Linked DNA regions of Mus musculus: regions 1, 2, 4, 5, 6 and 7 are each linked to region 3. A link is a contact called in public HiChIP or PLAC-seq and promoter capture Hi-C data. All regions are on one chromosome and are shown on one strand. Each heading gives the region's core, a stretch centred on a gene start, on an enhancer-like site or on the middle of the called end of the contact. The rest is flanking DNA. Distances are from core to core; before and after follow the strand shown. Region 1 has its middle 44 kb from the start of Fgf12. Region 2 has its middle 18 kb from the start of Gm41436. Region 3 holds the start of Ccdc50 (coiled-coil domain containing 50). Region 4 holds the start of Mb21d2 (Mab-21 domain containing 2). Region 5 has its middle 72 kb from the start of Fgf12. Region 6 overlaps P3h2 (prolyl 3-hydroxylase 2). Region 7 holds the start of Fgf12 (fibroblast growth factor 12).

Evidence for each region. Promoter capture Hi-C pulls out the DNA fragments that hold promoters and counts their contacts. HiChIP or PLAC-seq counts read pairs in DNA pulled down with a chosen protein or histone mark.
Region 1: a contact with region 3 is called in an H3K4me3 HiChIP or PLAC-seq map of forebrain, with 12 times the contacts expected there. The contact joins the enhancer-like site here to the promoter of Ccdc50 in region 3. A contact is called at or near these places in 11 of 39 promoter capture datasets (the 3T3-L1 cell line, cranial neural crest, embryonic stem cells and 5 more) and 8 of 115 datasets of contacts at active chromatin or transcription factors (astrocytes, embryonic forebrain, embryonic hindbrain and 5 more).
Region 2: a contact with region 3 is called in a promoter capture Hi-C map of the 3T3-L1 cell line, with 7 times the contacts expected there. The contact joins the enhancer-like site here to the promoter of Ccdc50 in region 3. A contact is called at or near these places in 6 of 39 promoter capture datasets (the 3T3-L1 cell line, 3T3-L1-derived adipocytes, cranial neural crest and 3 more) and 3 of 115 datasets of contacts at active chromatin or transcription factors (astrocytes, bone marrow-derived dendritic cells and embryonic fibroblasts).
Region 4: an H3K27ac HiChIP or PLAC-seq map of bone marrow-derived dendritic cells shows a contact between it and region 3, with 5 times the contacts expected there. The contact joins the promoter of Mb21d2 here to the promoter of Ccdc50 in region 3. A contact is called at or near these places in 1 of 39 promoter capture datasets (hippocampal neurons) and 2 of 115 datasets of contacts at active chromatin or transcription factors (astrocytes and bone marrow-derived dendritic cells).
Region 5: a promoter capture Hi-C map of hippocampal neurons shows a contact between it and region 3, with 5 times the contacts expected there. The contact joins the enhancer-like site here to the promoter of Ccdc50 in region 3. A contact is called at or near these places in 5 of 39 promoter capture datasets (cranial neural crest, hippocampal neurons, maxillary cranial neural crest and 2 more), 3 of 115 datasets of contacts at active chromatin or transcription factors (astrocytes, embryonic forebrain and embryonic stem cells) and 1 of 9 other capture datasets (embryonic stem cells).
Region 6: a contact with region 3 is called in a promoter capture Hi-C map of pre-B cells. The contact joins the enhancer-like site here to the promoter of Ccdc50 in region 3. A contact is called at or near these places in 2 of 39 promoter capture datasets (the C10 cell line and pre-B cells) and 3 of 115 datasets of contacts at active chromatin or transcription factors (astrocytes, bone marrow-derived dendritic cells and large pre-B cells).
Region 7: a contact with region 3 is called in a promoter capture Hi-C map of second pharyngeal arch cranial neural crest. The contact joins the promoter of Fgf12 here to the promoter of Ccdc50 in region 3. A contact is called at or near these places in 7 of 39 promoter capture datasets (cranial neural crest, embryonic stem cells, frontonasal cranial neural crest and 3 more), 2 of 484 Hi-C or Micro-C datasets (both in cortical neurons), 4 of 115 datasets of contacts at active chromatin or transcription factors (astrocytes, embryonic forebrain, embryonic stem cells and 1 more) and 1 of 9 other capture datasets (embryonic stem cells).

Annotation. Positions count from the first base shown.
Region 1 is chr16:28,488,653-28,491,569 of GRCm38.p6, reverse strand. It overlaps a transcript of Fgf12 not described here. Among named protein-coding and RNA genes, the nearest start is that of Fgf12, 44 kb to the right of the region's middle. Within about 2 kb of position 1,354, at least 25 of the 459 cell types and tissues checked have an H3K27ac peak or open chromatin away from gene starts, as enhancers often do. A contact at or near this core is called in forebrain, where this site is marked.
Region 2 is chr16:26,232,664-26,235,816 of GRCm38.p6, reverse strand. No RefSeq gene overlaps it. Among named protein-coding and RNA genes, the nearest start is that of Gm41436, 18 kb to the left of the region's middle. Within about 2 kb of position 1,471, at least 16 of the 459 cell types and tissues checked have an H3K27ac peak or open chromatin away from gene starts, as enhancers often do.
Region 3 is chr16:27,387,356-27,390,216 of GRCm38.p6, reverse strand. Ccdc50 (coiled-coil domain containing 50) reads right to left here and starts at 1,261. Exons shown (of 11, transcript NM_026202.4): 1 at 1,080-1,261. The coding sequence starts at 1,128.
Region 4 is chr16:28,928,443-28,931,611 of GRCm38.p6, reverse strand. It overlaps Mb21d2 (Mab-21 domain containing 2), which reads left to right and starts at 1,914. Exons shown (of 2, transcript NM_177718.3): 1 at 1,914-2,159. The coding sequence starts at 1,949.
Region 5 is chr16:28,517,039-28,519,917 of GRCm38.p6, reverse strand. It overlaps a transcript of Fgf12 not described here. Among named protein-coding and RNA genes, the nearest start is that of Fgf12, 72 kb to the right of the region's middle. Within about 2 kb of position 1,612, at least 31 of the 459 cell types and tissues checked have an H3K27ac peak or open chromatin away from gene starts, as enhancers often do. A contact at or near this core is called in hippocampal neurons, where this site is marked.
Region 6 is chr16:25,957,311-25,960,573 of GRCm38.p6, reverse strand. P3h2 (prolyl 3-hydroxylase 2) reads left to right here. Exons shown (of 15, transcript NM_173379.3): 15 at 124-1,290. The coding sequence ends at 216. Among named protein-coding and RNA genes, the nearest start is that of P3h2, 150 kb to the left of the region's middle. Within about 2 kb of position 1,698, at least 67 of the 459 cell types and tissues checked have an H3K27ac peak or open chromatin away from gene starts, as enhancers often do. A contact at or near this core is called in pre-B cells, where this site is marked.
Region 7 is chr16:28,444,639-28,447,517 of GRCm38.p6, reverse strand. It overlaps Fgf12 (fibroblast growth factor 12), which reads left to right and starts at 1,443. Exons shown (of 5, transcript NM_183064.5): 1 at 1,443-2,525. The coding sequence starts at 2,327.

The sequences.
Region 1 (2,917 bases), core at 105-2,604, 1.1 Mb before region 3:
TGAGCTGTATCTGATGAGCTGAAGTGGAAAGGAGAATATAATTTTTGTGTGACAATATGATGATGGGGGCGAAGGACTCAGGGAAAGGGTCTGTCTGAGAAAAGTTCCGGGAAGCAGTACTGACTGTATATAGGAAGCTGGACTAGGAAACCTGGCGGGATAAAGGGCAATCTCCTGCTACAACGTTTTATTTCTGCATCATGTGCAGAGGGAAATGGACACACCCTATGGAGGAGGGTCCCCAGAAGTGACAACTGCAACTGTCCACACCTGAGTTCCAGACCCAGAAATTTTGATTCCGTTGATCTCATGTGGGGTTCAAGAAGGTGTACTTTAAGAAAATGTAAAACTATAGGTGATTTCAATGCAAATGACCCATAAACTGCTGCTCTGACAATTGTTGCTGTTAAATATGGAAAGCTGACTCGCTTTTGCAATGTAAAAACAGCTTTTTCCAGGGAAGATTTAATGCAAAAGAAGCAATTAGTTCTCTGCCTCAAAATATGGGTGGAATTTATTGCTCAGGTGCTATGTAAATTTTAATTTTCATGTAATATGCATAATTAGTGCTCCCCACCTCTTTGAAATTGCAAATCTTTTATCTGGAGAATACAAGATTGTCCTTCACCACAAATCTTACCTGAGAAGAGATTCATCACATTGCTATTTCTGCCACTATTCAAAGAAGTGCTAATATGGGGGAATTCATAAAATCAGGCTTCACTTCAGTGACTGGAAGGTGTTCAAGCCGTTTAAAAACACAATTCTCTTCAACGTGATTTGAGAGTTAAAAACCTAAGTCGGCACTACAGAGTGAGGCTTTTCCCACTTCTGACCATTAGGTGGCACCGTTCCCCCATCTTCGGTCTCTTAGCAAGCAGTGCTGAAATGATGCTGAGAAGGTATCCAAAGCAGAGAGAATCTAGGGAGTTCCTGTCATCCTGTCAGCCTTAAGGAATGGCCTTGTTTGAATTATTCTTAGAACACAGAATGACAATATTCTTTGCTCTTTACCAAGTTGCTTTGGCTTGTCTAAATGCTGAAGGTCACGTTATCGTGTTCCAGAAACAATGTAAGGATCAATGGACTCTATAGAAGAAGCAGAAACAAAGCAGCCTTCCACACCGACAAGGAGAAAAAAAACAAAAGGTAAAAAGAGAGAAAGGTCTAGAAAAGAAAGCATATGACCCTTCTAGGAACCCACGGAACAGGAAACAACAGGAGCCAAGAGAAGAAGAGGGAATCCTGGCAGATACTGACCTACGGGTTATTTTACTTTCCCCAATGTCAGTTCTCAAGGTCAGACTGGAGAAGAAAGTAGGTTATGTGCTACGACATGCTAGTCTGTAGTTTTAGAAGTTGTCCCTGGAAATCAAGGCTGCAGACTGATGGCCAGTGTCACACTTCTTCAGAGTCAACACATGATGTGAATGCCTAGCATTCAGAATACCCTTACTAGTTGTATTTATTTTGAATTGTGATTTTTTTAAAGCATTCATACATACAGTTTCTAAGTTTTCCTCTACGTATACTGTATTCACACCCTTCTCCTCTCTCCTCCCTCTAAGTCTCCTTGTTTGCCCCATCATTCCCTCTCAAATTCATGGCTTCTTTTTCTTTAGTTAATATTGTTACATCTATGCATATATAAGAATTAGCATATATACAGCCTTTGGGTCCATTTGGCACTGCTTATTCAGCCTTTTTAGTTTATAAGGCATTGCTGGGACTTTTAGAGTTGTGGGATTCTCTGGTTCCTGCATTGAGAGTAGGCTTGTATTCCTTTATCTCTGTGGCTGAACCCAACACCTGGCTTGTGCTGGCCTTGTGCACACATCGTCAGTGTCTCTCAGCTGTGACAGCAGATCTTCCCTATTCCTTCTGCCGATTTCCTTACTGGCTTGAGACACAAGGCTTGGTGAGGAGGATCCAGAATCCCCTTGGGAGATTGTTCTATCAATGGTTTATATGAAGCAAAAATCTAAACCATAAAGCTGATTTGTCTGATCTAGAAATGGCTTCTTTTATTTGTGTTTTTCTACTAGGCTTAACTCCTCCTCCCAGGGAGTTAACTCCTCCTATGGAGGAGCAGAAGCCACCCGCTTTCTGTCTTTATTATAGGAAGAACACATTTGAAACTCAGGGGCCAGGCAAGGTCTCATATAAAAGATTCAGCCAAAATAAAATGATTAACTGTGCCTTCTAATGCAGGGTGATCATGTTATTTCATTTTGACCCCACCCACTCTCCAGTAATCTAAAATATAGTTACTAAAAAGATATTCAAAATCATTCATTTAATCTTTTAAAATGTGACTTTCTATAACATGTGTGTTTATGTTTTATATAAAGTATTGTGCATAGGGTCCCCTGCATGTCTGGATGGTTTTCATGTGAGATGCAAAGGTTTCTCTCTCCTTTGCCATGTGTTCTGTCTGGAATCCTGTTTTGGCGAGGGCTTCACCGAGAGCAGGGAGATCTCAAGGTTATCCCTGAGTACCTGATGTTTACATGCCTTGCTGGGAAGATGGCTCTCCTCGCAGGTGTCTGCATCGATCTGTGAGGAGTCTGCCCGAGATCCAGACTTTGTGAATCATGTTCCTCCTGCAGCCTCGTGCAAGCCTCACCTATGGTAAAGATGGAAAGCAGGCGGCTTCGGCTCCTCTCTCCGGAATCAGGATGGATTTTAGGCAAGGGTCATTCAGCGAGCGATCTGCAGCCACTGTATTGGTACCATCCAAATAAAAGAATGCATTTATATGTAACGATTTGGGGTGGACTGGGGGTTTATTTTGAATTGATTACTAGAGAAGCCTGAGATTATTTATTGCCCTTTCAAAGAAAAGCCATCAGTCTAACCCTAACATCTCTGCTCTGTACTAGATAAGGGGTTTATCTGTGTTTACTGGGCAAGCTCT
Region 2 (3,153 bases), core at 222-2,721, 1.2 Mb after region 3:
CTCCCCTAGAGCCTATGACTAGCCATAGGTTTGGACCATGTTTCCAGTTTGAGACATGCATTATTTAGTGTGGAACAGTTCTTAAATCCAACTCAGATAGTGTTGGTAATGCTCACAGTCTTGATTCTACCACAACAGTGAACACATCTTGCCTGGCAGGTCAGTAATTGTCACATGCAGCATCTAGTACAGGATAATACCATTGATGTCTTTTCCCTCTCAGTAGCCTGAGTAGCATCTTTCAGAAGCAAGAGTTTCCCAGTCAACTCACTATTGACTTCTGTGTGTCCTGCATCAGAGTGTGTAGTGTCTACAGAAACAGAATAACTCTTGCAATCTATTTGTGGTGAATAACCAACAGCAACTGTGGTAACCTGTGGCATTTCAGTTGCCCCTAGGATATGCTTGGCCAATAACTTGTAGGTAGAAACTGTGGTAAGAGCATATTCTAACTTCCCCTCTTAGACTTACTGTGGGGTTTATTTCTGTTATACTCTCACCTTATAGGTACCAATTTCCTTGCCTTTTCTTTGCTTCTCCCTCTTGCCTTCCCTCCTCATTTTGCTTTGTTTTGCTGTTTGTTTTCCCCATCCACTCTGGTAGTTTCAGCTTTCTATAATGCTGCAGGCCTTTTAGAAACCGCAAGAATGAAAAGTTATCAGAGATAACATTTTAACCATGGTTGCTGGTAACTTGAAGATAGTTAAGAAATATTTATTGAGCCATCATTATCATAATCACCACACTAGGGCCAAATCTGTGTATTTTTCCTTTTCACAGAAAAATAGTTATCTTTGTAAATGGACAGAGCTATGATAGTTGGCATATTAATTATCTCTTTCCATGGGTAGGAAGCAACAGACTTGTTTTGTAGAACAAAAGAAAGAAAATTCCTCTGGGGACTTGTTCTACATAGAGCTCCTAAGCTGAGAAAGAAACTTTCTGGGTTTTTGTTGTTGTTGATTTGTTTTGTTTCTGAAATCCCTAAAGTTTTGCTGCTAGGAACCTAGGCAGAACAGACTACAGCACCCAAGATACTGTTAGGTTAATATAAGAATCTCATTTTGGCAACTTGATGTTTAAAAAATAGTATGTTTCTACAAGTTTCCCTTTTAATAAAGAGAGAACAATGCCACAAATGGAGAAGGAAACAAAGAGGAAAGGAAGAAAGATGTTCAAATGGAACAAGAGGGGGAGGATAAAAGGAAGAAAGAAGAAACGGAAGGAAGAGAAGAAAGAAACAGACAGAGAGAGAGAGAGAGAGAGAGAGAGAGAGAGAGGGAGGGTGGAAGGAAGGAAGGAAGGAAGGAAGGAAGGAAGGAAGGAAGGAAGGAAGGAAGGAAGGTGAAGAAAGGGTGGGAGAGACAGAAGGAGGGAAGAAGGAGAGAGGGAGGAGCAAGGGAGAGTGGGAATATATTGTTCTGGGTTTAAGGTTGAAGAAGGAACACAATGTATGCTTCTAATTGTGTTCCCATGGCTCCACCTGCTGGCAGAAACTTTATGATTCGCAGTGACAAGCACTTCAGAGCACAGCAGTGTAGATGCAGGCTGAGGCAAGCCCGGAAGTCACATTCTTCCAAACAAACTTAGCTCACTCTGTTCTGAATGTGGGAATGAACTACCAAGTTTGAGATGTGAGAATCTATACATTTCTGTTGGTTTTAGCTGCATTAAAGCACTTTGTATTGTTAACACGTGGTCACTTTTTAATTTATTAAGACAACACAGACTAGAGATCATATAAAAGTAAATTTTATTGGAATCCATTACCAGTAACCACAAACATAATATCTCTATAGATTATAGATTGTATAGAGGAATTTTTATTAGATAACCATCTAAATAAGCATTTCTATCTATTCACGGAGACCTGTCAAAAACAGGTGAGGAGAGGAAAGAAAGATGGGGAGAGAGGGAGAAAAGAGGACAGGAGACAGGAGAGGAGAGGAGAGGAGAGGAGAGGAGAGGAGAGGAGAGGAGAGGAGAGGAGAGGAGAGGAGAGGAGAGGAGAGGGGAGGGGAGGAGCTCTCGTTTAACTATGAGAGAATGTCTGGAATGTCTTCCTCATACTTCTGGCTCTGAAAGGTAGAAAGGAATATACAGTAGGCTCATATGTGGCATCTCTCCGGTTGTGTTTCCCTGATTTTACATTAGTGGAATAACTATTAAAACATTTCTCTTTAACCTTTTTATGATCCTCTTACTATTTACATTTGACAATTACTGAGTTCTTATCTAGAATAGAGATAGACTAGACCGATACACTACTTATTGACACATTTATTTTTGTTCTTGCACATTTTTAATGGAACAAGAACTACAACTTACATACCAATTTTCTGGAAAAAAATACCTGTGCCAACAATACTCAAGCAATGACCATGGTAAAACCCAAATAATTATTTGGGAGTGAACAAATTTTATTGAAAACTTGTTAATAGGTGAATAAATAACCCGACAAAGAAAGGGATTTTGAAAAGTTGAAGCACAGTTTAAAATTGCTAGATGTTCCTAGAAATGAGCATCAGTCAATGAAACATAAGCTATACTCTGTGAACAGATTAAAATCCAGGAGAGAAGAAATACAATATGCATGGTACTTGATGTAAGCTCGGTTTTCATCACAGAATATGAAACTTGTGAAGCAGGAACTGATGATCTGGGATACTTGCCTGCTCCACCACTCAAGCACTATGTGGTGTGAACCCAGTTTGCATGCACAGTTGGGTGTGGCAGTCCATGCTATAGTAACCCACACTTGGCCCAGCATATTATTACATAGGATACTTCTACCTCAAAAGATTTCTTGTATTTAGAAACCCACACATGCCTCTTTTTTGACCTAGACTTTATTGGGATACGAAATCAATTTCCTAGATAAGGTGGCACATGTTTGCAGCTTGTATTGCATGGGTATTAGAGAGATTGAAACCACAAGAAGAAACAGTGGCTTTTGAAAACAGTGCAACTAGCCAGGTACTATACTTTGGTAAATAAAAAATAAACTGTTTTAGATGAACATAATTTTCTGAAAATCAGCTTAGGGGACACAGTAGCAGGTGGTGATTAATATTCTCACCACCCAGCTCCATGACTAAGGCAGACTTGCCGATGTTGTAGCTCATGGTACCCTGCAAGTCAAAAGAAATGTCT
Region 3 (2,861 bases), core at 12-2,511:
GCATTATTACTCTTTAGAAACAATGGAGTAGATCCAAACCTACTACAATTTAAACATAAAATCATTGACTCCTAGCCACGGTGCTTCTCTGAAACCCTAGGACAGATGCAGCCAAGTAGTCACTAATTGTCTTGGGATTTCCAAATTGGCCAGAGCGAGACCATCTGAGTCACTTGAAATTGGCAATGAAGCCTAAAGTCTCAAGAAAGGAAAAACTCCTTCACTTACACAACACACACATCCCAGTCCCAGACCGTGTTGGCCACAGATCTCTGGTGAAACAAAAGAGATCCACAACAAAGACCCCCCCCCCACCCCCCTCAGAACTTATGGCTTTAAGAGAGAGCACTCTTGAACGTTCTAGGTGTTGTCATAATGGAAGTCCAGTGCTTCCCAAGAAGGGAAAGACAGAGTGACAAGAAGATGAGCCAGTAACCAAAACAATAAAAATGCTAGGCCCCGGGGAGGGGAGGAGAGATGAAGTAAGCTAGGCCTGGCCAGTACTAGTCAATCTTATTTTCCTGGACTTCAATATAGCAGCCATGGGGGGCAACGGGGGTAACAGGATCACAAGCTCCCACCCACTCCAGCCTGGTCTTTATTAAAATGGAAGTGGGGAGATCATCTTTATAGGGGCTTGAGGTCCACCATTCAAAGCAATGCCAACCCTAAGATTTTCAACATTTTTGAAGCTAAGAGCCAGCCAGACACTAGACTAGGAAGAAGAAGTGGGAGAAGGGAGGAAGGGAGAGAGGAGGGAAAGAAAGGAGGAGGGAGGTAGAGGATAGAAAAGAAAAGAAGGAGGGAGAAGAGAGGAACAGAAGGAGAAGAGGAGGGAGAGGGTCATGTTTCAAAACAAAGGCTCCACTCCACTCGGAACGCCACCCCCTGGCCTGGGCCAGCCTGGAAGGGCTGGGATTTCTACATCAAGCGTCCACAGGGCAGAACAAGGCCGCGCGGCCAGGCGAGGGCCTCCCGCAGCCGCTGGCGGACCGAGCCAGCCCGCGGCGCTCCTAGCCCGCCCCGCGCCGCGTGCCCCGCGCAGCCCGGCTCCCCGGAGCCCGCGAGTCCCGACCTACCTTCCTTCACGCCCGGCAACTTGGACTGATCTACACTCACGTCGGCCATGGCGGCCGCTGGGCCTCGGGCGCGCGGAGATCACGGCGCACGCCCACCCCGCGGGCTGGCCCGGGTGGACGCCGGACTCTCCCGGGCCGGAAATGCACCGGAGTCCAGTACGGAGGGAGAGAGGTGCCAGAAAGGCGGCGGCGGCGGCGGCGGGGGGCGGGGGCTGCAAGGCTGCACCGCACGCAGAGGCGTGCGAGCCAGACCGCCTCCCCTCGCCTATGTGCCTGCCGCGCCCAGCCCAGGCCACAGCTCTGCGGCCTGAAGGCCGGGACCCCAAGGCTGCACCTGCCAGCTAGGCGCCGCCGGGACAGAGCCTATCTGCGCTCCACTCTGAGATTTAAGACTTGTGTAAAGTGCTTATTGAGTGCCAGGCACCACAAATCCTTATATCTGGGATTAGTGGGCATATACATACATACTTACAAACATACATACATACATACATACATACATACATACATACATACATGTGTGTGTGTGTGTGTGTGTGTGTGTGTGTGTGTGTGTGTGCTTTATATTTCTTTTTTTGTTTTGTTTTTTTGTTTTTAAAGAAACCAGAATACAAGACACTGAATTAAATTCTGGGCCCTTCTGGAAACGGAATATTCACAACCAGCAGGGAGAACTGAGTCACTCAATCAACAAAAAACTATAAATGTCTACCAGATCGGATGTTCAGTTTCGGGGGTGGAGGGATTGTGACAGAGACTTGTATGGGCTTCCCCTTCCAGCATGCCACTCACTGGTCTATAATTCTGACATTTGTGTTTCTCTGAAATGAGCGACTTTTCGCGTTTCATCCTATGGATCAGTACAGATTCATGCTCCTTTAGGAACTGTCTCTTCCCCTAAAGGAAACATTCCAGTCCTAAACTGGGTTTTCACTAATCTTATCTTTCAGTCCATTAGTCCACAAACCATGCATATTTATCAAAGAATGGGTGTGAGATCAAAACCGGTGGAGCAGAATACCTCCCTAGGCTTGCTACATAAAGGGTAGAGTAGCAAATTAGTATCTGTTTCCTGAGTGGGCGGCCACTCTCACTAGCAGACAATGAAACTAAACTGAAGATAAGCAAAGATAGGAGAAGGCGGAGAAGAGGGCAGTTTCTGATGGAAACACAGTAGCAAAGCACAGTTCCTCCTCAGAGTTAAGCTTGTTGGCAGGATCATTGAACTCTGGAATGTCAGCCCAACATCTTGTCAAAGTTCAACGTGTCACTTCAGCCACTGGCTTAAACTGGCTTCCCATCTCAGCTCAGACTCCTAGTGTGAGAGGTCAGGAGGAAGTGGTATGATTTTTAACTTGACACTAAAATTGGTTAGCAAAAACTAAGATGTAAATGAGAGCAAAAATTAGATCAGAAGTTGGCAAGCTGCTACCCACAGGCCAAACCCAGCCCGCTGAAACCCCGTGACTGTATTTGTTTAAATATTACATTTTAAATTATTTTTAATATGAGTCATTTAAATTTTGCCTTTTAAGCCCAAAATCTAAAGTACTATCAAACCCTTACAAGAAAATTTTGCACAGCCCTGTCAGAGATAGAGAGCACTCCATAAACAAAGTGTGAAGAAGGAAGGTATAGCAAAGTGGCTTTAGGGGTATTTATAAATGTCCTGCCATATATGGACCTGTTTTTTAAATTGTCCTATAGTTATAGAGAGCATTTATAATGACAGTATCTCTGCTTCTCTTTCCTTCTCTCTTTCTACTTCTCCACCACGTTGTT
Region 4 (3,169 bases), core at 665-3,164, 1.5 Mb before region 3:
GGCAAGCTGGAGTCATAGGTGTCACATGCAAGCTTCTGTTAAGAGTGCAACAGGGTTGCTACTCAGCTGTGGGGGCAAAGGTTGTGCCTGGCCTGGAGTAGCTATCAGAGCAAGAAAGGATGAGGTTGGCCTTGGTTGGGCTTACAGAACAGAAAGAAGAGGCAGGGAAATTCCAGGGGAGGATCTTTACAAATCTGTGTTTTGTAAAGATCCTGTGGGAGGGGCTGGAGAGATGGCTTAGCAATTAAGAGCACCTGTTCTTGTAGTAGAGGCCCTGTGTTCAGCTCGCAGCATCCATAGGGCAGCTCACATTTGTCTGGAACGTTAGTTTCAGGAGAACTGATGCCCTGTTGTGACCTCTGCAGGCACCAGGCAACAATGCAGTGTATGTAAATGCAGGGACACACACACACACACACACACACACACTCACCCCAGGACCCTAAAGTTTGTATCAACAGTGGAAGCTGATACAGCTAATGGCTACTTAACATGCTACTTAACGTGTCATTCTTTATAATAAATGGTGTCCGTCCAGTCTTATCTCACCTAATTCTTAAAGCAGCCTATGAAGATGTAATGGTTATCCTATTCACATGGGTAAGTATGGCAGGGCCTGGATGTCCAGGTCTTACAAGGTAATGTGAGTTTTCAGTGATGAGAACTCAGGTAAGAAAATTAAAGGGGCCGATAGGACCACAGGCTGGGATAGAGGACAGTTCACCATTGTTCCTAGGGGTCCATAGGCCTCCTTAAGTGTGTGAATCACATGAACATTAAAACCACATCTGCCATTTGGTCTTGATAAACTAGACTTGGACTACAGCAGTCTTGTCTTGAAAACCCTAGTTCCAGTGGGGACATGGGTGAGGGTGAGGGCTAAGTCCCAGGACTCATCCCAGTCATTCCGGTCTGGCTAATAGCGAGTGCTCAAATTCTATTTGCCAAAAGGGAGACTCCCTCTCCCACTCCCATCTTCCTTGTACCCTGGGGCAATTCATTGTTTTCCTTCCCCCACATTCCGCATTTGGATTCCTATCTGTCTGAGAGCAGGTTGGCTCTCATTAAGGCACTATATGTTAAGTTGAATGAGCTGTTACCCAGGCAAACTAATTACCAAGGGCAAAGGTAAGGAGGATACTTGAGTGGTTAATTGGAAGTATCTATACGCGGCATGACTGGCACCCCTTCTTGATTCGCTGATTTTATCATTCTAGGCGACAAAGGACAGAAGGTACATTTTATATTTTTCCACCAAGCAAAGGTACTAAAGTTCTCGGGATGGACATTGGAAAGGCGCCCACAGACACGTTTTCGCCCGGGACACCGCCCTAAGATCAGAGTAGGAAGACTCCTTTCTCCTTGGATGCGCTTGGCAAGCCCTGCCCCTAAAGAGGGGCGGGGGTGGAGGTGGAGAAAGAAAGCGTCCACACCACGCGCGTCAGCCCGAGTACGGACTGGCAAGTGATCCGGGCGCGCGAACCTCTGCCATTTATTTATTTATTTTCTTCCCACCGGGTGCGCTGTCCCTTTAAATGGGAATGCTGCTGCTGCTGGCTCCGTAACACCGGAGCCGGCAGCTTGTTGATTTCAGCGCTGGTGAATTTCACATTGTTTCCACTTCACTTTCCTTGCCCCCGGGGAGGCTCGAGTCCACTCCCGGACGCCGCCACCGATCCCGGCAGGACTCGAGGAGGGCAGGGGCCCGCAGCGGCGCAGCGGGCGGGGGCGGGAGGACCGGGGGCCGGGGCCACACGCGCACCTCGCCGCAGTCGGGCTCCTCCCGCGAAGGAGCGCGGCCGCCCCGAGCGCAGCGCGGCGCGGGGCCCGTCCAGAAGCCAGCCCGCCCACGGGCCGGGCTGCCCAGCCGCGCCGGGAGGCCGGGGCGGGGTGGGGGGCGGGGGTGGGTGCCGCGGCCGCCGCGGAGCCGCCGCTCGGCGCGTTTTGCATGAAGATGGCGGCTCCCACCGCCAGCAAGGCAGCCTCCCTGGGCTGCAACAACAAGCCTGCCTTCCCGGAGCTGGATTTCAGGTCTGGAGCTCGGGTGGAGGAACTGAACAAACTCATCCAGGAATTCACCAGGCACGACCAGCGGGAATACGACGACCAGAGAGCGCTGGAGATCCACACTGCCAAGGATTTCATCTTTTCCATGCTGGGTAAGGAGAACGGGGAGGATGTGTGAGTATGCGTGTGTGCGCGGGTGTGATGGAGCGGGTGGAAGCTATGGTCCCCGCTCTGGCGTTTGCCCGGGGTGTCACCCCTGGTTCCGTGAGGTCCCCTTTCCTCTCCACCGCCAGCTCAGCTGCCCCCTCCGCTCCTGCCTGCTGCGCTCGGCGCGGGGTGCCCCTCTCCTTCCCGATCGCCCGCTCTTTTGTTGGTTCCTCGGCCGCGGGGCTGGCGGGCAGGTGAGGCGGCGGCGGGAGACGCCTCCCGGCTTGGGGAGTCCCCAAGCGGCTCCGGCCGGCTGACACCGGCTCTCCTGCAACCCCGGGCGGCCGTGGTGGAGGCCGACCCGTGCTGGAGCGACAAGTTGCTTCTGTCGTGGTTGCGGCGCGGCGCTGTCACGCCGAGCCCCGGGTGGCCAAACTTGTTGGGTGTTCCAGAGTAACCCGCGGAAGTAGTCCGGGCGCCCGGAGTTGCCTCCAACTTTGATTTGCAAATCGACTTCCCTTTGAAGGGGTCGGAAGCATTTCCGGTGCTTCTCCGGGTTGTTGCTGAGCTGGAATTCCTAATTCCTTGCTTGAACACGACCAAGCTCAGAGCTCTGGCCGCGGAGGAGCGCTGTCCCCCTCGTCTTTGTGTATTGTCCTACTGATGGCTAAGAGGTGCTCAAGTTTCCCACTCTGGGCAGCCCTGGGTTAGAAAAATTTCTCCCACCGTATCCCCCAGCTCTTCACCGACGGGTCTGGAAAGATGAAGAAAAATAATGGGTTCCGGGGATCCAACCCTATCCCTGGCGTCCTGCGGTGGGATTATTGCTTCTGAGTTGTAGAATGAGCATCCGCTGCTGGGAGCCTCGAGTGTGTAGCGCTGTCATGCAGCAGTGGTGGCCCCGTGGTTTACATTCAGCAGGGCTGGACTGGAGGAGCCTTGCTCTCCAAAGGTTTCCACAGTCAATTTTTCAGATAGTGGTAATTGTGATTGACAAAGGCCTTTTAACTACAGG
Region 5 (2,879 bases), core at 363-2,862, 1.1 Mb before region 3:
ACTGTACTTTTTTTAAAAAAAATATTCTTTCCATCACATCCGACTCCCATTGCCATTCCTCTTCTTGCCACGATAGGCGGAGTCTGAGCTGTGCCAAAATCCACATGTCTTCCTTAACTAACATACCTTATGCAGGTCTGCGCTTCGAAATAATGCCAGGTTGCTAATAAAGAAAGGCCTTGTGGTGTTTGACTAGTTTTGAGAACATTATTATGAATTTGTAGGGTAGAGAGATGGATTGATGAGTACACAGAGAGAGATGGAAACTGCTAACATGGCTGACCAGTGCATGTATCTTGTAGTCAGTAGGCAGAGCCGACTAGAAGCGAAGGTGTTCCAGCTGTCCTGAGTGAACACACTAAGATGGAGCTTGGCCTCTCATTGGCCTTCTCCAATAGAAACTCAGGAGCCCTTGGAGAAATGCTTGATCCTAAGGCACTGGAAGGCAAATACTTATCAGATTCAAGGATCCTAAACATCAAGGATGTGCTCAAAGGCTGCCGGCTGGTCAAAGGAATGTTAAAACAGTGTAAAGGTGGAATGGGGGCAGTGATACTCACATTAGACTTTAATTCACATAATAAAATTCATGGATGTTGCTATAAATCTAGGATTTAATAAGTAAATGGAAGAGAATGGGCCATGTGTCACAGAGGAATTCCAACTGTAGAAGAAAATAAGGGATATAGAGAAATCACCATCACCCAAGCCTGTAGTCACAGCAAATGAAGGTAAGGAGCCTTCTTGATGCTAACATCTGTGAACAGCTGTTTGGAGAGAGGATGACACATATGTTAACCAGGCCCCCTTCCCATCACCTACAGGGACTTTCCATTGAAAATACCAATTGTCATTTTAAACCAAATGACAACTCAGTGACAGACTCACTGGTAATCTGACACATGGACGACATCACTGACTGATATTGTACCCAAGAAGGACGAAGCAGGAGTTCTGGAGCATTCTTCCCTAAAGAAAGCATGTCCACAATCTAATGTGAGTCTGTAGCCATCTTAAATGGTGGAGCATCTGTAAAGTAATTGAGCAGTTACTTGCAGAAGTGTCAAAAGGAGGAAAGAAAGGAGGAAAAAATAAAGGAAGTGAGGCTGGTGAGTCACCCTTGGCACAAAAAGGCACTTGCCACTAAGCCTGATGGATTACCAGAGTTCAAAGGGTGGAAAGAAAAAATCTGCAGGAATGAAAAAAAAAAAAAGGGCGTTAGTAGAAAACCTGGAATAACCTTAAGAGCTATAGCTGGATATGGTAACTTACATTTGATGATTTGGGAAACTGACTGGGTGAGGAATTCCCATTGGGAGTGGGGGGCGTGTTGGGGAGGGACATAAAGGAATAAACCTAACAGTCCTCCTTGAGTGGAGCCAACGGGATGACCTGACCTTTCAGCTCATAGAATTGCCAGTCTCTTTACTTTCCTATAAAGGGAGCTGTTTGTATGACACTCCTAGTACCGCAAAGTCTGGTAGATGGAGAAACACAGCTTCCCTCTGAACCTTTCCCACGACTCGAGCGAATGTAGTTTCCAAGACACCGTGTTCAGTACAGGATGTTGATCTGAGAGTCAGAAGACCTAGTTTCTCCCAGGGCTTCTCCCTTAGCAGCGAGGCGCTGAGTGGCACAAGTGCTCCCAGCAGGTCTCTGAAGCTTCCGTTTCCGTGGATTTGAAACCTCTCGTTTTCTTAAATTCGAAAACAGCTTTTCTCTGTAGAGTCACTGGAGTTTTCTGACGCGGTGTGTCAGAGGCAGTTAACGTGCAACTGCCTTCTGTTTAAGTAAGGCAATCAATTACCAGGGTTATTTCTAGTTTCCCCATACAGCACAGCCATCAGTTCTGGCCACTGAATTTACCTGCTGGCTAAAGTAGAATTGTGCTGCCCCCGTGTGGCTAATAGTGGGTACTGAAGGGCCTGGCCACAGATGTAAGAGATCCAAGAGCATTATAGAATTCAGAGTTGGAAGGCACCCCAGAGTTCATGTAAATCACCCCCTTCCTTAGTAAGGAACTGATCCTCATAGGCTTGTGGTGAGTCCCTGTGCTACTTGATGATTGACGTAAACCGGATGCGAGACCAGGGTCAGTGTGGTTCAAGTTAATTTGTCAGACATGAGGGGAAGCGGAAGGGGATATGGGAGGAGGGGTTGGGGGAGGGGCTTAAGGGGGTGAGGGGTACAGGGGGTTGGGAGAATTTTTGGATCAGGTCTACGTAGACTTGAATTTTATTATAAACACACACACACACACACACACACACACACAATGAAATAACTAGACGTTGTAAACAGAAGCTGCCCCTTGTACAAGGGTTCAAAACAGAACTGCTGTTTTAACCTGGGGAGAGTGGTCACCACAGCTGTGTGCACAGCAACTTCCATGCTGCATTTTGAGATCATTTCTTTTACATTAAACAGCTTATGACTGCTTAATGCCTATCACACCGCAGATTTTAGAAACTGCTGGTAAATGAAGACCCAGCGTTTGGACAACTGAGTCTGATCGCAGCTCCTGTCCATTCTGTGAGTGTGAGCTTATGTGTGAACAATCCAGACAGCCCAGGCTTCCTCCTGGTCCTCATTCCCTCACCTTCACCAGAGAATACCTTCCTCGTGAGAGTCTCGTAAAAGTTAATTCTTGTAAATTGTTGTAAGAAGACGAAGTTAAAACTGTCGGTCGATTATACAGTTCACCGGGTGTGCATGTTTCTACAGTCCTGAAGTGAGTTAAGTAAAACAAGCCACTGAGAGTATGGAAAGCCCTTGTAGAGCAACCACCTATCCTTGCCGGCCAACAAAGATCTTTTGATAAGGGTACATAGTAAATATGTTTGGCCTTAGGTTATAGAAAAGTTTGTGGCTTAAGGTCT
Region 6 (3,263 bases), core at 449-2,948, 1.4 Mb after region 3:
ATCCCTGTCTGGGTGTTGCACCAATCTGTGCACAGATGGCTGGCTGGAAATGTTGGGGAAGCATCTGCTGCCCGGGCTGGTTATTACACTTGTACCAGAAATGTGTCAATTGTCTTTTTGCAGGAGCGGATACAGGCAGATGAAGTGATTGCCATCTTGGATCAAGAACAGCGCGGGAAGCATGGACTGAATATTAACCCCAAAGATGAGCTATAGAAAAGAGAGTGCTCTATTGAATATTTATTTAAATAGATGATCTTATGAGAACCTTTTTATTTTTGTACAGAGCCGTAGTATAAATTAACAGGATACTAAGAGTCGTTAGATTTCTCCCCCTGTTCCCAACTTCGCTTCATTTGCTTTCTTCTGGTCTTCATTGTTTTGCTTCAGTTCATCATTCAGAGCCCATTCACACCCTCAAGCACACACCGCACTGAGTCACAACACCCACACTCTTCATGTCACACCAGTAAACATGCAACAGAATTTACACTACAGAAGTGCACACAGGCCATGTACACATGGCACAAACTCCCAAATACGCCACACATACATAAGACAAACATAAACATACAGAAACACATACCACCCAGATACACAAACACTACATGGCACACACACACACACACACACACACACACACACACACACACACACACACACAGTTACTTTGCAGCATATTCAGAATATCAACATGATCAGCCTGCACTCAGCACCCCACAGCTAGAGTGTGCCCCGAGGTCTAAAGATAGGATGTGAATTGGTCTCAGGCTTCTATGGTTTGCTGCCTTTCCCCCATCACCTTTCATGGTTCCATTGGCTGAGAGTTCAGACTCTTCACAGCAAGTTTGCCTTGTGTCTACAGGAGCTCCCAGGACACAGTCTGCCAAGTCCCAAGAATCACAGAGAACAGCATCTTTCAGGCTTGAGGAAGCCACCACTGGATTAAGGACTATGGCACGGGGTCCCCTTGGGTAGAATGTTAGGACTGGTGTTTTCAAATGAAGTTCTGATTCCCCTCCACAGTGCTCTGTAAGAGGGGACACCTAAACAGGGGTTCCAGCAGTGTAGGTTCACCCCCAGTGGTGATGGAAGAATGAATACCTTAAATTGCCCTGCCCTAGGCACTATTGCTGCTGGAGAGGGGCTCCTGCTGGTATAAATTCAGAGCTGTTTCTCACAGGCTGCACCTCAATGGCTTCTGTTGGGCAGCCTCCTCTTCCTGCTGCTGTCAGCTCACACAGGCATGCTGTGTCTGAAGTGTTTAATAAAGGGATCCTTGTTACAGAACTTGTCTTCCGATGCACACCTATTTTATCTTCCAATGATGTTTTTGTAACTATCTGGGACAACCCAGGAACACATGGACCATGACAACTCTGCCAGCAGACAGTGGTCTGCAAGAAAGTGGGTAACTTGCTTTGGAGGGAACAAGACTGGCTAGCGAGCTGGAGTGTTAATTCAGAGAACTCAAAGACTTCGGGGTTCACTGCAAAGGCTCTGCTCTCAGACCACACCCACTGTTGCAATGTGCTCCAGTAAAGGGGGAGGTTCACTTTCTGCCACTTGTGATCTGGTTAGGGCTAAGAAGACTTTGCTCGGTGGAACTGAGAAATTCAACTTCAGTGCTGTGTGCTGTTGGCCTACCACTGCCAAACCAGAATTCAGGATGTATCTCTGCCGTGGAAGACTGGGCAAAGCTCTCAATTCCCGGGTGACCTAAAGCAACTAACTCGCTTCCTCTTTCTGGACTCCAGTTCCTCTTCTGAAAATGGTGTCATTCATTATAATTGTTTCCAAAACCCTATGCCTTCCTCAAGATTCAAACTGAACATAAACCAATAGCAAGACTAATATTAGAAATATTAAAAAATACAAGCAAGTTTTTTTCTGCTAACATCTGAGAGTGGCAAGTGACGTCACCACAGGGCTACTACAGGGCTATGAAACTTTTACCCCGACTTTAGGGTTGACAGTTCGTGATATGTGAAGCAGTTAATTTGTTTGCTCTTCACTGCAAAGCACTTGCTGGCACAAAAACTCCATGATAGACAGATCTGGGCAAGGATCTAATTTCTGTTTTCTGGTTACAAGACATCAACAAAGAAATCAGACCTTGGCTCTGCACAGTTCTTGTTTCCTGGGTGCGCTCGTGCCCTGGGAGAGGCAGCAGCTTCAGCACAGAATGTGCCATCCAGCCCATAGAAAGTGGGTAAGCGCCTCAGTAGATGCCGCCACTGTTGTGTGCGATCCCATCGTGTGTCACGCTGACAGCAGGGAGTGGTTGTTCCCGTTCTGCTGGTTGGCCATGTTGCTTTACACCTGGAACATCGAAGATCTACTAAAGCATTCATTTTTTTAATCTGCTCCACATCAAACCATGCATAATTTCATTCAAATATTTAGGGAGTGCCATCGAATGACTTAGGAAAGCCAAACTCAGAAATTAGAGTCTATATGTTAAATAGTCCTGTTTGCAAATAAGTGGAAAATCCCATTCGAATATTTGTAGTTATAAGGGCTGAAGAAAGCCAAAGAGATTACAATCCAGTTGCCTCTTTCACTTTGGGCAAAAACTGAGGCTCCGACATGATGCTGTGATGACTGAGTTAGAGCAGACAGGAGTAGGACTGAAGCCACCGCTGTTGGAATAGGGGATGCAAGAATGCCTTGCCTGTGAGGCTGAAATCTAGATGCAGGGCTCCCTCTACCTAGAGAATTTGTACGTTTACCTCTTTGGCCAAAGATGGAACTTGCCTCTCTCATCCATGCCTCTGCAGGTCTAGATCCTTCCACCAGGGCCACCTTTTCCCTTGTTTACACACATGGACCCTAAGCTCACAGCAGAGTAAATAACAAAGTCTTACTTTTTTATCACTTAAGGACCATTTGTCCTTTCCTTTTTCAAAGTTCTATATTTCAAAGGCTGGTTTTCATCATCATAATACTGTATCGAACAGATATAACACTAAATATGGTCTTTCCTGGAGAATGCACATATGTTCTAAGCATGGGATACAATGCCCATTTAACAGTGGAAGACAAAGAGAGCCATGAACACTGTAATGACTGCCTGTAGACACTTCCTTGACTTAAGAGCATGGAGCCAGAGGAAGAAGCAAGATCTTACCAGAGAAAAGCAAAACCATCTGAGAACTGTTGCTCTCTACACCATCTGCCCAGGCCTAACTAATTTGCTAACAGGAAAGGTTTGCTTTTCTAGAATCACACAAACTCTTTTTCTTTTCCACCTAATAGCTGTG
Region 7 (2,879 bases), core at 194-2,693, 1.1 Mb before region 3:
TGTGTGCAGTATGGGAGACCGGGAGGTCATTGCTACTTTATCCAGTGTGCACTTCCTTCCTGGAGAATGCTACATGCTTCTGGTCACTGGCGAGGGGGCAGATGGCACCTCTGTTTCCTGCACCATTCTCTTCTCTGCTCACCCAGGGTCCTTCAACAAGCCAGTGGATGTGTGTGCTTCTCTTGGGGGTGGGGGGTGGGGTGGGTAGGGACTGGACACAGCAGACCCAGGCTGCAGTTCCCTCACTCTGCCTCTGTGAATTTCTCATCCAAACCTCAATCACGTAGGATTGCGTAGAGAGGAGAAAAGGGGAGAGACAGAGACAGAGAGGGGGGAGAAGGGTGTCGGGGGGGGGGGTGGAGGAAGGAGAGAGTCTGGGAGCAGTGGGCGCGAGAAAAGGGAGCAAGACTCAAGCGCGGCTCTTTCCAGCTCTCCACAAGCCCAGCCCCTAATTCAGTCCCACCAGGAAAGCTTCCCAGCTCCTTAAGAGCCAGAGTAACTCCAACCTCTGCTTGCTCCCTGTCCCACTCGCCTTCTCAGAGGCTGCTGTCGGCTCTGCCTGGAGTTTCCTGCGGAGCTAGCGCTTTGGGGGAGACAGCCCGCGGCGGCGCCCCGAGCTTCTGCCCATGAATGGGACTCCGCCCTGAGCGCCCCCTCCCGGTCTAGGGGAGGCGGCGGGGGGCGCCCCGCGATCCCGCGGCTCCCAGCCGCCGCCAGCGCAGCAAGTTGGGCTAGTTGGTGGCCGCCGGCACCTGCCTCCTGTCCCCGGCCCCAGAGTCCGCTCCCGGCCCGGGGAGTCCAGGTGGCACGCGCGGCTACCTCCCGCAGTCTCCCAGGGCGGCCTAGGGAACCTGCCTGCGCCCGGGCACCAGACCATGGTGGGCAGCTGCGACCCAGAGCCGCAGCCGCCGCGAGCCGACGTCGCCCTCCACCAGCCCCCGCCCCACCCGAGCGGACGCGCGGGGGCTCGCAGCGCGCGGTCACTTCCTTCCACGGCCGGGATGGGCGGCGCGGGACCGAGCGAGCGGCCCAGCGGCGGCCGGGTAACCCCTATCTGAGCTGCGGCCGGGAGCTGTCGACCGCCGGGGCGTGTGAGCCTGGGGTCCCGGAGGCGCGGCGATGACCTGATCCCAAGTCCGCCAGGGCGCCCGTCCCTCGCTGCCCAGGTCGCTCGGAGCCTGTGCGGAGACCGGCTTGGTGCGGCGGCTCGGGCGCACGGTGGCAGGGAGCTCCGGTGAAAGGCGTGTGGGCGCCGAGCTGGGGAGGACACCTTCGGCAGCTTTGCCTTTGGAGGGGCTTCTGTAAACTACTGAGTCATTCCAGATTTAGGATTTCCTAAATAATCACCAACTGTGCCCGTCTCATGCCGGAACGCAGGCAGTGAGAGCGGGAGCGCCTGCTCTCGGGACCCCGCGGATCCCCGGGGTGCTTGGCCCTCGAGGATCTCCCTCTCTCCCTCCCCCTCCCTCGTCTCCCGCTCTCTTTGCAGTGCTGCTGGAGGAGAGGCGCGCTCACCGCAGCTGGAAACAGCTGCACCCCCCCTCCCGCCCCGCCCCGCGCCCCTACCCCGAGTCTGGTTAACCGCTCCCACTTCTCGCCTCTTGGAATTCTAGAAGTGGGGGTGCCGGCCCCCGGAGAACCGCAGCCGGTGCGATGCATTTCGTAGACCTCACCCAGCTGGGACGGACCTCCTAATCTTCAGAACCGCGGGCCACAGGGAGTTAAATTGCTGCCTTCCTCTTCTCTGTCGCGGTTGGTGGTTCGTTTTCTAAAGGAACGTTTTATTCACTTTTTACTATATATATTTTTAAGCTGGGGGCTCGCTTCTAGCCTCGGTCCAGACTCTGCCTTGTAAACGGGTTTCTATGTATATATGTGTAGGTATACTTTGGACACCTTACAACGCTTGCGCCTCTCCAACCGGGGCACAGCTTGTTATTTTGGACATCTTTTCCCCCCTTTCCACTTGGTACCCTGAACGCAGTGTGACCAAACTCCCTACTGCCCTTTGGACGTGGATCGCTTTGGGGTGCAAGTTTGGGGTGCAAACGTCTACTTCGCAAGAAGGCCTGGGACCGCCCCGCCCCCGCCGCCAGTGGTTGGGGAAGTTTACATCCGGATTTTCACACGTTTTGTTGCCACTGCCCAGACTCTGACTAACCTTGTGGGCTCCAGGTTTTCGATACTGCAACCTCCTCAAATATTAGCACTGCCTCCCCGCGCCTGTCCTATTCCTCCAGGCCCCCGAGGTCCTGCCCTCATCCCGGCGGAGCAGGAACCCGAGGGCGCAGTGGAGCCCGGGGCCTCGGGCCCGCGCTGAGCAGCTATGGCTGCGGCGATAGCCAGCTCCTTGATCCGGCAGAAGCGGCAGGCGAGGGAGTCCAACAGCGACCGGGTGTCGGCCTCCAAGCGCCGCTCCAGCCCCAGCAAAGACGGGCGCTCCCTGTGTGAGAGGCACGTCCTCGGGGTGTTCAGCAAAGTGCGCTTCTGCAGCGGCCGCAAGAGGCCAGTGAGGCGGAGACCAGGTTAGTAGCAGTCAAATCAGTGGGCTCCCCAGAGGCTGACGCCCCCCATCCCCTTCCTTCAAAGCTTCTGGGAATTGCTCATGGATGGGAATCAGAATTCCTTTCTTCCATGCTGGCCCACCTTCTTTCAACAACCCTGTGTCAGTTAATAGCTTGTCCCATATTCGGGAAAACACTTTCTGCTTTCATCCACCGACAGTCTAGTATGAGGGTCACTTGTATAGGTGCATCTGGGTTCCTTTATCTGGTAAAGCCCTGGAGGGCACTAGTTCGTTCGATTGTTCGTTCTTTCATTCATCCATTCATTCACGCGCCACCCATTGTTCTACCCACCCCTCCATCTACCTACAGAGT